2 separate regions of the Sus scrofa genome follow, and region 1 is linked to region 2. The links are chromatin contacts, called in public Hi-C maps. All regions are on one chromosome and are shown on one strand. Each heading gives the region's core, a stretch centred on a gene start, on an enhancer-like site or on the middle of the called end of the contact. The rest is flanking DNA. Distances are from core to core; before and after follow the strand shown.

Region 1 (4,808 bases), core at 2,301-4,800, 5.5 Mb before region 2:
GACCCCACCCCTTCCCGGAAAGGCGGAGCCAGGGCCAGCCCAGACAAGCCCATGACCTGGCCATTCCACCTGGGATGTGTCCCCAGATCCCCACACCTCCCACCATTCCCACTGCCCTGACCCTGTTGAGGCCACCACCTTAGCGGCCTCCCAGCTGGTCTTCTGGCCTCCTGGCCTCCAGGCCTCCAGCCCCGCCCTCCTCCCCAAGCCCAGCCTCCACCCTTCCCCAGAGATCTGACCACACACCACCTGCTCAAAGCCCTTCTATGGCTCTCCTTTGCCTCTTGACCTCGGCCACCTCTCCAGCCTCATCCCTTTTCTTCTTTCACCTGGTGATCCAGCCATACCTGACTCTGGCTTTTGTCCGCGTGGTCCCCTCTGCCTGGAGCGCCCTCACATGCTCAGCCCCATAGCCGTTCAGGACTTGGCTCAGTGTCCCTTCTCCCAGAAGTCCCCTCGCGGGCCTCCTCTGGCTTAGGGATGCGTTTGTGCTCTCCACAGCTCACCTATCGCTCCTGGGTCACTGTTTGCACCGTGTTAAGTGCAGCAACTCTCCAGAGCATTCTCATCTTGCAAAACTGAAACTCTGCGCAGAGGAAATACTCCCCATTTCCCCTCCCCGACCCGGGGTGCAGCAGCAGCGTTTACATGGCTTTGTCTCGACCCCTCCCCCAGGAGTCTGTGCGCTCCTTGAGGGCAGGCAGCGGGGACGTGCTTACACCCCCAGCTCCTAGCCGGGTACCAGGCCCATATACAAATTTATTAACTCCACAAATATTTACTGAACACCCTTCCTATTGCGGAGGGCGGGTGGGAGAGCCAATCAAAGCACAGAGCATCATATGTAGCGCACACAACGTTTTCCAGTGGGTGGTGGCTAAAAACATTGTTAACAAAACATTTGGGACAGGAGTTCCCATTGTGGCTCAGCAGGTTAAGAACCCCACTGGTGCTGTGGTTCTGTCCCAGATGATAGGTCAACCAGGGAACAGCGATAACAAAAATCCCCATCTGTGGATTTTATAGCAGGAGGGAGACAGACAAAATACAGAACCTGTTAGATGGTGATAAGTGCCAGGTGGGAAGTAAAGCAGGAAAGGAGGATCGGGGTGCAAGGGCGGTGGTTTCAGTTTTGAATTGAAGAGAGTCTCCCAAAGCAGCTGGCCTTTGATGCAGGCCCGGAACGAAGGGAGGGAGCCCCATGACTCTCTGGGGGCAAGCACATTCCAGGCAGAGGGAAAGTGAGCGCAAAGGCCCTGAGGCCGGAATATGCCTGGTGTTTTCTGCCCGAGGCTCAGCAAGGAGGTCCTCACGTGACTGAGTGAGGTCAGCCAGGCGAAGAGGTGCGTTCTCCAAGGGGACAGATAGGACAGGTCTTGTAGGCCCCTAAGGGCCTGTGTGAGATGCCTCTGGAGGTTTGGGGCAGAAGAGTGACATGGGCTGACTTAGGTGTTCCGGGAGCACGCTGGCTGCTGTGCGGGAATCGTCTGTGGGGCTGGGGGGTGGATGCAGTCCATCCCCCTTCAGTGGAGGACTCACTGCCCAGCTGTGCGGAGTCCGGCCCCCCGACAACCTCCAGCTCTTAGCCCTTTGGGGTCTGCTTCGGCCGTCCAGGTGGACAGGCTCTGCTTGGGGTGGCCCCAGGCAACAACAGAGCCAGGTAGTGGTGGTGGTCAAGGGCCTAGTTGTTTCCATCCAACGTGGATCGCCTCTCATGGACCATCTTTGTCTGATGGGCACGAGCTCCCGCTAACGGGTCTTGTCACTGGATCCTGCCTCCTCCCCTCTCTGGTCACGGGTGTTACTCCCCAGCGCACCCTGGGCATGCCTGACTCTACCCAGAGTCGAGGGCAGGAGGCAAGGAGATTGTGGCAGTGACCCAGGTGAGGGATGCTGTGACAATACCACAGGCTGAATGGCTTAAACAACAAGAATGTATTTCTCGTGGTTCTGGGGACTGGAAGTCCAAGACCAGGGTGCCAGCCTGGTTGGATTCTTGGTGAAGGCCCTATTCCTGGGTTACATCTGGCTGTCTTCTCAGTGTGTCCTCACACGGCAGAGAGAGAAAGACCATCCCCCTGGTGTCTCTTCTCCTAAGAGCACTAATCCGCCCTCATGACCTAATCACTCCCCAAAGGCCCCACCTCCTAATGCCATTACCTGGGAAGTTGGCATTTCCACTCATGGATTCCGGGGAACATATTCAGTCCATGTCAGGAGGCTTGGATCAGGGTTATGATGCAAAATAATCCCTGGCCTTGCTCAGTGGGTTAAGGATCTGGCATTGCCATGAGCTGTGGTGTGGGTCGCAGACACAGCTTGGGTCTGGCATTGCTGGAGCTGTGGCGTAGGCTGGCAGCTGAAGCTCTGATTGGACCCCGAACCTGGGAACTTCCATGTGCTGTGAAAAAAAAAAAAAGCAAAAAAAAAAAAAAATCTCTGTTTACCTTGGACTGCAGGGTGGCTGTTACATTTTGCAGTAGACATGGACTTGAAGAGGTGTGTATGAAATCTCAACTATCATAAGTGCTATTGATAGATCCTCATGTGATGGGAGAAGAGATGGAGGTGTAAAGAGAAGGCCCCGGGGACATGAGAGCCACCTTGTGGTGACAGTGATGTGTGCTGGAGACTCTGGATGGTGCAAACAACACATGCTGTGTGGAAGGCATGAGCAGCAGGGCTACGGATGGACAGATGGACGGATGGACAGCTCTCAGGCCAAAGCAGGACGCTCAGGGCTGGAATATTCTCTCATCTGTAGTCTGCAGAAGCGGAGCCAGGACCCAAGGCTCCATCCGTGCTGGGATAGCCCATGTTCTCTGGTTGCTCTGACCTCCAAGCTACCCTTGTCCAGGCTACAGGAATCACCTTGGAGGTTGCTGGAAGGCAGAAAAGAGGTGGCAATCACGCCTCCCTGGGACCTTTGTAACTATCTGTTGCAAGCTGGGACTGACCCAGGTGACCTGGGCAGCAGGCAGTGACTTTCCTAAGCATGGTCGGTCATGCCTAGACATTTACTAGATACATTAGTGCTGTACTAGTGTGTTCCCACCGTCTCCTTTGATCTCTACAACAATCCTAGGAGTAGGTACTGTCCTGAGTGCTGGGATGAATATATTCCCTTGCCCCTGGGATCTGCTCTGTGCCCTGGCAGGCTATCTCTCTTGGCTCCTTTGCCCTCTGGCTTCTGGTCGTGTTGGGTCAGTGGGAGCCACTGGCAGGTGAGCAGGAGACGGGAGAGTGAAGTCATGGTGTTTATTTGGTGGTTGTGGTTGGATGCGTCCTTGCAGCTCCTGTGTGGCAATCCTGTCCATTGCTACCTGGGACTAGCCACAGGGTACCCTTTATGGGTTTCCTTAATTATGCCCATACCTTTAAAAACAGTCCCTCCAGGAAATTCTTTGAAGGTACTCGGTTTGAATGTGCCACCCGTTTCCTGTTGAGACGCCGATTGATACAATTCTCATTGCACTGATGACAAGACCCAGGTTCTAAAAGCATGCACAAGGTGCAGCTGTGGTCATGAAGTGCTTAAGCCATGATTCAACCTGGGAGGCAGGGTATCAGCCCAGCCCTGGGCCCTTTATACCTGGCTGGCTTATTCACCCCACTAATGGCCATACACGAGAGCAAAGGTGAACTCCAGCCCATTCTTTCGACGCAAGGACCCAACCTTTCCCTGCCGGCATTGCCTCTTGGCCCACTGCCTCCTGGATTTCTGGCTCCTGGCCTTGGCTTTGATAGTTACTCACTGTTCCTCTGGATCAGTACAGCCTTGCGCCTCCTTTTGCTTTCCAGTCTGACCTGGCGTGGATGTTGGTGTCCCCTAAATTTCAGGTCATCAGATAGTACGGGGAGCGGGGCTATGAACTGCCCAGAGTTGGTTAGTGCAAGAGATGAGTGTATTTCTGTCTCCCCCAGGCTCTGAGCTCCTTGGGCTCAGGTCCTGCTCCCCTGTGCAGTCTCAGCATTTGCCAGGGGCCTGGAGTGGAGAAAATGTGCAGGGAAAATATTAGGAGCTGGATATGGCTTGGGCGAGGCTGGGCTGCACGCCTTTAGAGGATCCTGTTGTGAGCATACGGAAGGACTGAGTATGAATAACAGGGATTTTGTGTACACAGGGTGGGGATATGGGTTGTGGATGGCAGTGATTGGATTACAAAAGGAGGGAGTGTGGTGTGTGCTCAAGGGAGGGTCTTGCGGGAAAGGGCTAGAGGTGTTGTTACAGAGGGAGCACGGCGCCCTCTTGTGTCCACATCTACAATTACAACCTGTATCTGGTAGCTTCCCGCCCAGATCCTGCCTGGCTCAACTCCAGTTCCAGCCTAACTTCAGCTCCAGCCCTGGAGCTCTCTCTCCCCTTCTGTTTTTTGTTTTTGTTTTTTAGGGCCGCACCCACGGCACATAGAAGTTCCCAGACTAGGGGCTGAATCGGAGCCACAGCTGCTGGCTTACACCCCAGCCCCAGCAACACGGAGTCCAAGCTGCACCTGTGACCTACACAACAGCTCAGGGCAACACCAGCTCCTTAACCCACAGAGGCCAGGGACTGAACCCGCATCCTCATGGGTCCTAGTTGGGTTTGTTAACCACTGAGACAGGAAGGGAACTCTTCTCTATGTCCCTCTCCCTCTCCTTCTCTCTCTCTCCCCTTCTGAGGGCTACCTTCCCTCCTCTCAGGATCTGGAGGTCATGGGACTGTGGGAGAACAGAGAAGAGCCAACCTGTATCAAACAGCCTTTATTGATTTCAAGGAAGCTGCCTTGGGAATGTTCTTATCAGTGCATCCACCTGGAGTCCCAGAG
Region 2 (4,812 bases), core at 671-3,170:
AAGGAAACCTACGACCCTCAAAGAGAAAGAAGAAACTGGAGGCAATAAATAAGAGCACTATTATATGGAAATCTATTCTGCATTTTGTCTTGTTTACATATTTACAGTCTCATTCCCCTGTTAGAATGTAGAATGTAGGAGAGAAATGACTGCATCTGGCTTGTTTCAGTCATATATTTTGGGAATCTAGAACCCTGGCATGTAGCAGTGTCTTACACAAGAGTTATGGGCACACATGAGCTTTGAAAACAGACCTGAATTAGAGTCTTGGCTTCTCATTTAACAGCTGCGTAACTTTAAGACAGTTACTATGCTTCTCTAATAATAGTACCTAGCTCAGGGGTTTTTGTGATTTTGAAATGCTTATTACCCAGCAGATCATGATCTGTTTATATTTACCAAGCATATACCATATGCCAAACACTGTTCTAAATGCTGAATGGGAATTAATGGCACTTAGTCCTCATCAGAACTCTATGAGGTAGGTGCTATTATTATCTCCATTTTTATGGTGAAGGACAGGGAGAGGCTGAGTAACTTGCTCAAGGTCACACAGCACACAGAGCGTTCAAACCCACTCTGGCTCCAGAGTCAGCAACACATTATACTTCCTCTCAATAAGCCCTGAAATGTTAGAATTTATATCATTGTAATAATTATTATTATTTTTTTTTTTTTTGTCTTTTGTTGTTGTTGTTGTTGCTATTTCTTGGGCTGCTCCCGCGGCATATGGAGGTTCCCAGGCTAGGGGTTTAATCGGAGCTGTAGCCACCGGCCTACGCCAGAGCCACAGCAACGCGGGATCCGAGCCTCGTCTGCGACCTACACCACAGCTCACGGCAACGCCGGATCGTTAACCCACTGAGCAAGGGCAGGGACCGAACCCGCAACCTCATGGTTCCTAGTCGGATTCGTTAACCACTGCGCCACGATGGGAACTCCTGTAATAATTATTATTAGGGGTGAGAAGCCTCTGACTCTCCGAAGGATGTTTACCTTCTGAATGACACCTGCAGTTGATCTACTAAGGGAGAACTGAGAAGACAAGAGGGGAGGAGAGAACATACCCAGTGAGGCGATTTCGGATAATTTTGACGCTCATCACAGTCTCTCCCATGGTGGCAAAGGCTCTGGAGATGAAGTTCTCATCCATGTAGGGCTCCAGCTGCGCAAATATAAGAGCAGAGCAGTTCAGGTCAGTACCCAGGCTCCTCATTCCCGGATCCGGAGCCCCTCCCTGCTCAGTCCAGGGTTGGGTGCACGCTGCGGGCAGGAGTAGGGTGAGGGTGAAGAGGTTTCCATCCACTCCGGCGTTCCCAGCCTCTTGCCTTCCTTCCCTTCAAGGCTGCTCCTTTTAGGAAGCCTCCCCCTTGGATTTAGGAACCCCATTCCTGCAGTCCTCGAACCAAGGCGCACTTCAATCCTTGGGATTCTTCCCATTCTATCCACGCAAAGACCCTCCCTTTTTCCCTCCCCAGAATCCAGGCTGGGCTGGGCCCCACGACCCCTCCCCCTCCGAATCAGCCCCCGCACCTAGATGCTAGGGCCTGCTTCGGCATCACTAAAACAACTCTCCTCATTCTCTTCCACCCTTTTGGGATCCGAGGACCCCTCCCCCTCAGACCCGGCCCCTTCACCTACACGCTGGGACTTGCTTTGGCACCACTGAGAACTCCCCTCCCCATTCACTGCCACCCTCTTGAGAGCCGAGGACCCCTTCTCTTCAGACCCTTTTGCCCTCGTGACACTATATTTCTCCTCCGCTGAACCGGGCGGCCGCCCCAACTCACGTCGCCCATCCACAGGCTGGCCGCCATGCCCGAGGCCCCGCCAGGCCTACGCGAGCCTCAGAGGCTGGCGCGTACGCCGCTCCGCGGGGTTGCGGCCTCCACGGCGCATGCGCCCCCATCGCCTTCTGCGCACGCTCGGCAATTCGGCGCCCAAGGCAACGCAGACTGGCGGGTCCGGGTTTTTCCGGATCCCTGTGGGCGTGTCTCGAACCGGAGCCTGCGGGATGGGGCGGGGCAGACACCGCCTTGCGCGGGACCGTGGGGGGCGTGAATGACTGGCTTTCTCCGGACTCTTTCCGGCTTTAAACACACGCGTACGTATAGAATTATAAAAGTAGTGTATGTTCATGGCAAAAACTTAAAATAGAAGCATATTTCCTAAAGTGAAAGATCCCTTTTGGAAGCCTGGACGATCCAGTTCCACTAACTATGTATGACCTCTGGCAAATCACTGGTCTGCCTCCGCCACCCCTTCAACCTGCTTTTCTCAGGTTACGAAACGGAAAGGACAGGATTTCTGTTGACGCTGGACTGGCATCCTTCCATCATTCCCATGCATAGAACTAGGCTGTGGGAGGGGAGAGGAGGGGAGGGCTAACCAACCAACAAACAAATCAATCCCCATCTTGTCACTCTCTTGCGTCTCACGTTCCCTACAATAATCCAAACCACCAGAAGTTCTAACCTCTCCCAGGAAGAGACTTGCCATAGAAGGCCTTCAGCAGACTCGATTTCGATGGCTAGATAATCCTGACAGTTTGACTCTTCGTCTGGGAAGGTCCCAGACCTCAGCCTCAGTTTGATGCCCTTTCCTCAGAATGTGAAGATTCTGTAGATGATGATTGTCATCTCCAACACTGAAGCTCATCGCTTGATGGAGAATCCATTTCCCAGGCTCCTTCTGGGTTGATGGCCACTTATGTCCTTCCTTGCCAGTTCATATATTCCAAACTTATGTTGTTGGGGCCCAAAGTCAAGCACTCTGAAGTCTTGAGATTCAACCAAGTTGCCACATTTCCAGCTTTATCCTATTCATGGCCGTAGTAGTGTAGCGGTTGGGTGCTTCAACTACACATTTGAACAAATGGAGCCCAAATCCCAGCCCCTTCCAATTGTGTTGTTGTTATTAGCGATGTGGGTAACAGCAATGCTTACCTCATACCATGTTTGTCGTATGGAGAAATTGAGAAGTTGAGAAAGCACTTGGCCTAATGCCTGGCATCCAGTAAGCTCTCCAACACAGCAGCTGGAGGACTTGGAATTATGACTGATAACTCTTGAGTACTAAAATTTGCCAGCCCTTGTGGGGTGCTCTTTGATTACTATTTTTAAAATTTATTTTACTTGTGCAAGACTTGTAAGTGTTTATTTTTAATTTAAAATGTAAGCTTCATCAGACAGGATTCCTTGTTGTTTCTAATCAAATTCCCACAACAATGTCTGGCATATGGGAGGCACTGAAAACATTTTTGAATTTGTCATAAATACTAAACAGTTCTCTCCTATCCCATCTATCCCTGCCCCTGAAGGCAACCACTTCCAAATCTTTTCCCTAAAATCCAAGTATTTCTAAATAACATACTTTCTCTTCATTTGTGGTTTCAGATCTTTTTAAGGACTGCACCTCATACATACACTTCACCATCTTGTAATTATAATTTTTCAAAATATCAAACACTTACATTATTATGACTTTGTAAACATTATTTATAGCTGAACCATATGGGGTGATTACATTTGTTTTCAGGTAACCAATTCAGGTTGGAGGAGAATGGGGGAAAAGATAAAATTGAGCGTATTTGATGTGTTTGAACACAAAAAAAGGAGATTTACTTCTCATAGACACTGACATTAAATTAATGATACTTATACCAAAAAACTAAGCATGTGAAAAACAAGGCGATTATTAACCACAGGGAATTTTAAAATGTGCAATGGTCATAATAGCAAAGACTTCTGGAACATTTACTCTGTGCCCAACACTGTTCTAACATATGTAAACACCTACAGAGAGCTTTATAACTCTTACATCCAATACAGGGAAAAGGAACTGAGGTTTTGGGCTCAGGTGGAGGCTGATTTAATCACCAGCCTAGGGAGTTCCCCTGTGGCTCAGCAGGTTCAGGACCCAGCACTGTCACTACTGTGGCTCAGGTTGCTGAGGTGCATGAGATGCGTGTTCAATCCCTGGCCCAGGAACTTCCACATCCCATGGGTACAGCCAAAAAAAAAAAAAAAAAAAAAAAAAAAAAAAAATCCAGCCTAGTCTGTGCACTTGCTAGCTTCTTAGCCTCAAGCTCGTCAGTTCTCAGGAACTTTTTTCTGAGGAAGAGCAATTCCTATTTCACAGGGCTGATGTGAGGATTGAATGAGCTATTATTTTATGCAAAATGCTCAACACTGCCTGTTTTAGGTCTCAATCCACAAGAGCTGTTACCAAGGACAGGGTACTTTCAATCTGCTATATTGTCAAAAGGGAAAACTTCAGTAAACTTAATCCAAATGCACTTTTTTTGAGGGGAGAGTGGGGCGAGGGAAGAGTGGACACACAAGTACTTCTTACAAAGAAAATACTAAAATCAAAAGTGTGAGTTTTCCCTTCTAAGAAGTCAATTTCTAATCAGTATAGTACCTGCATCAAAATGAAAAGTTCAAGAAAAAAAAATCACAGAATACATTTTAAGTCATTTTACAGCATAATTCATTTTTCCAAGAGTCACTGACATCCAAGAATCTTCCTGGCACTAATAAAACTTTCCTGCTGTACATTTACAGACCCACTATATCAGCACTGTCCACTTAACTTTCTACAATTATAGAAATGTTCTATATATTTCTGTATTTGCATAGCCCAATACTATAGGCACTAGCCACATTTGACTATTGAGGACTTGAAATGTGGCTAGTGCAATCGAGGAAGTTCATTTTATTTTTACAAATTTAAACTAAATATGAATAGCCACATGTAGCTAGTGCCCACCATACTGGACAGGTCAAACTCTGTAAGATTTGGTTGCTCAAA

The links. A called contact is a pair of places that touch in the nucleus more often than the background predicts.
Region 1: a contact with region 2 is called in a Hi-C map of omental adipose tissue, with 12 times the contacts expected there. The contact joins the enhancer-like site here to the promoter of TRNAU1AP in region 2. A contact is called at or near these places in 6 of 47 Hi-C or Micro-C datasets (embryonic fibroblasts, liver, mesenteric adipose tissue and 3 more).

Annotation. Positions count from the first base shown.
Region 1 is chr6:91,037,468-91,042,275 of Sscrofa11.1, reverse strand. It overlaps GJB3 (gap junction beta-3 protein), which reads right to left. Exons shown (of 3, transcript XM_021095864.1): 3 at 4,729-4,808. Among named protein-coding and RNA genes, the nearest start is that of GJA4, 5.6 kb to the left of the region's middle. Within about 2 kb of position 3,550, at least 20 of the 83 cell types and tissues checked have an H3K27ac peak or open chromatin away from gene starts, as enhancers often do. A contact at or near this core is called in liver and omental adipose tissue, where this site is marked.
Region 2 is chr6:85,564,538-85,569,349 of Sscrofa11.1, reverse strand. TRNAU1AP (tRNA selenocysteine 1-associated protein 1) reads right to left here and starts at 1,920. Exons shown (of 8, transcript XM_005665150.3): 1 at 1,791-1,920; 2 at 1,068-1,165. The coding sequence starts at 1,817. RCC1 (regulator of chromosome condensation) reads right to left here. Exons shown (of 11, transcript XM_005665141.3): 11 at 3,489-4,812.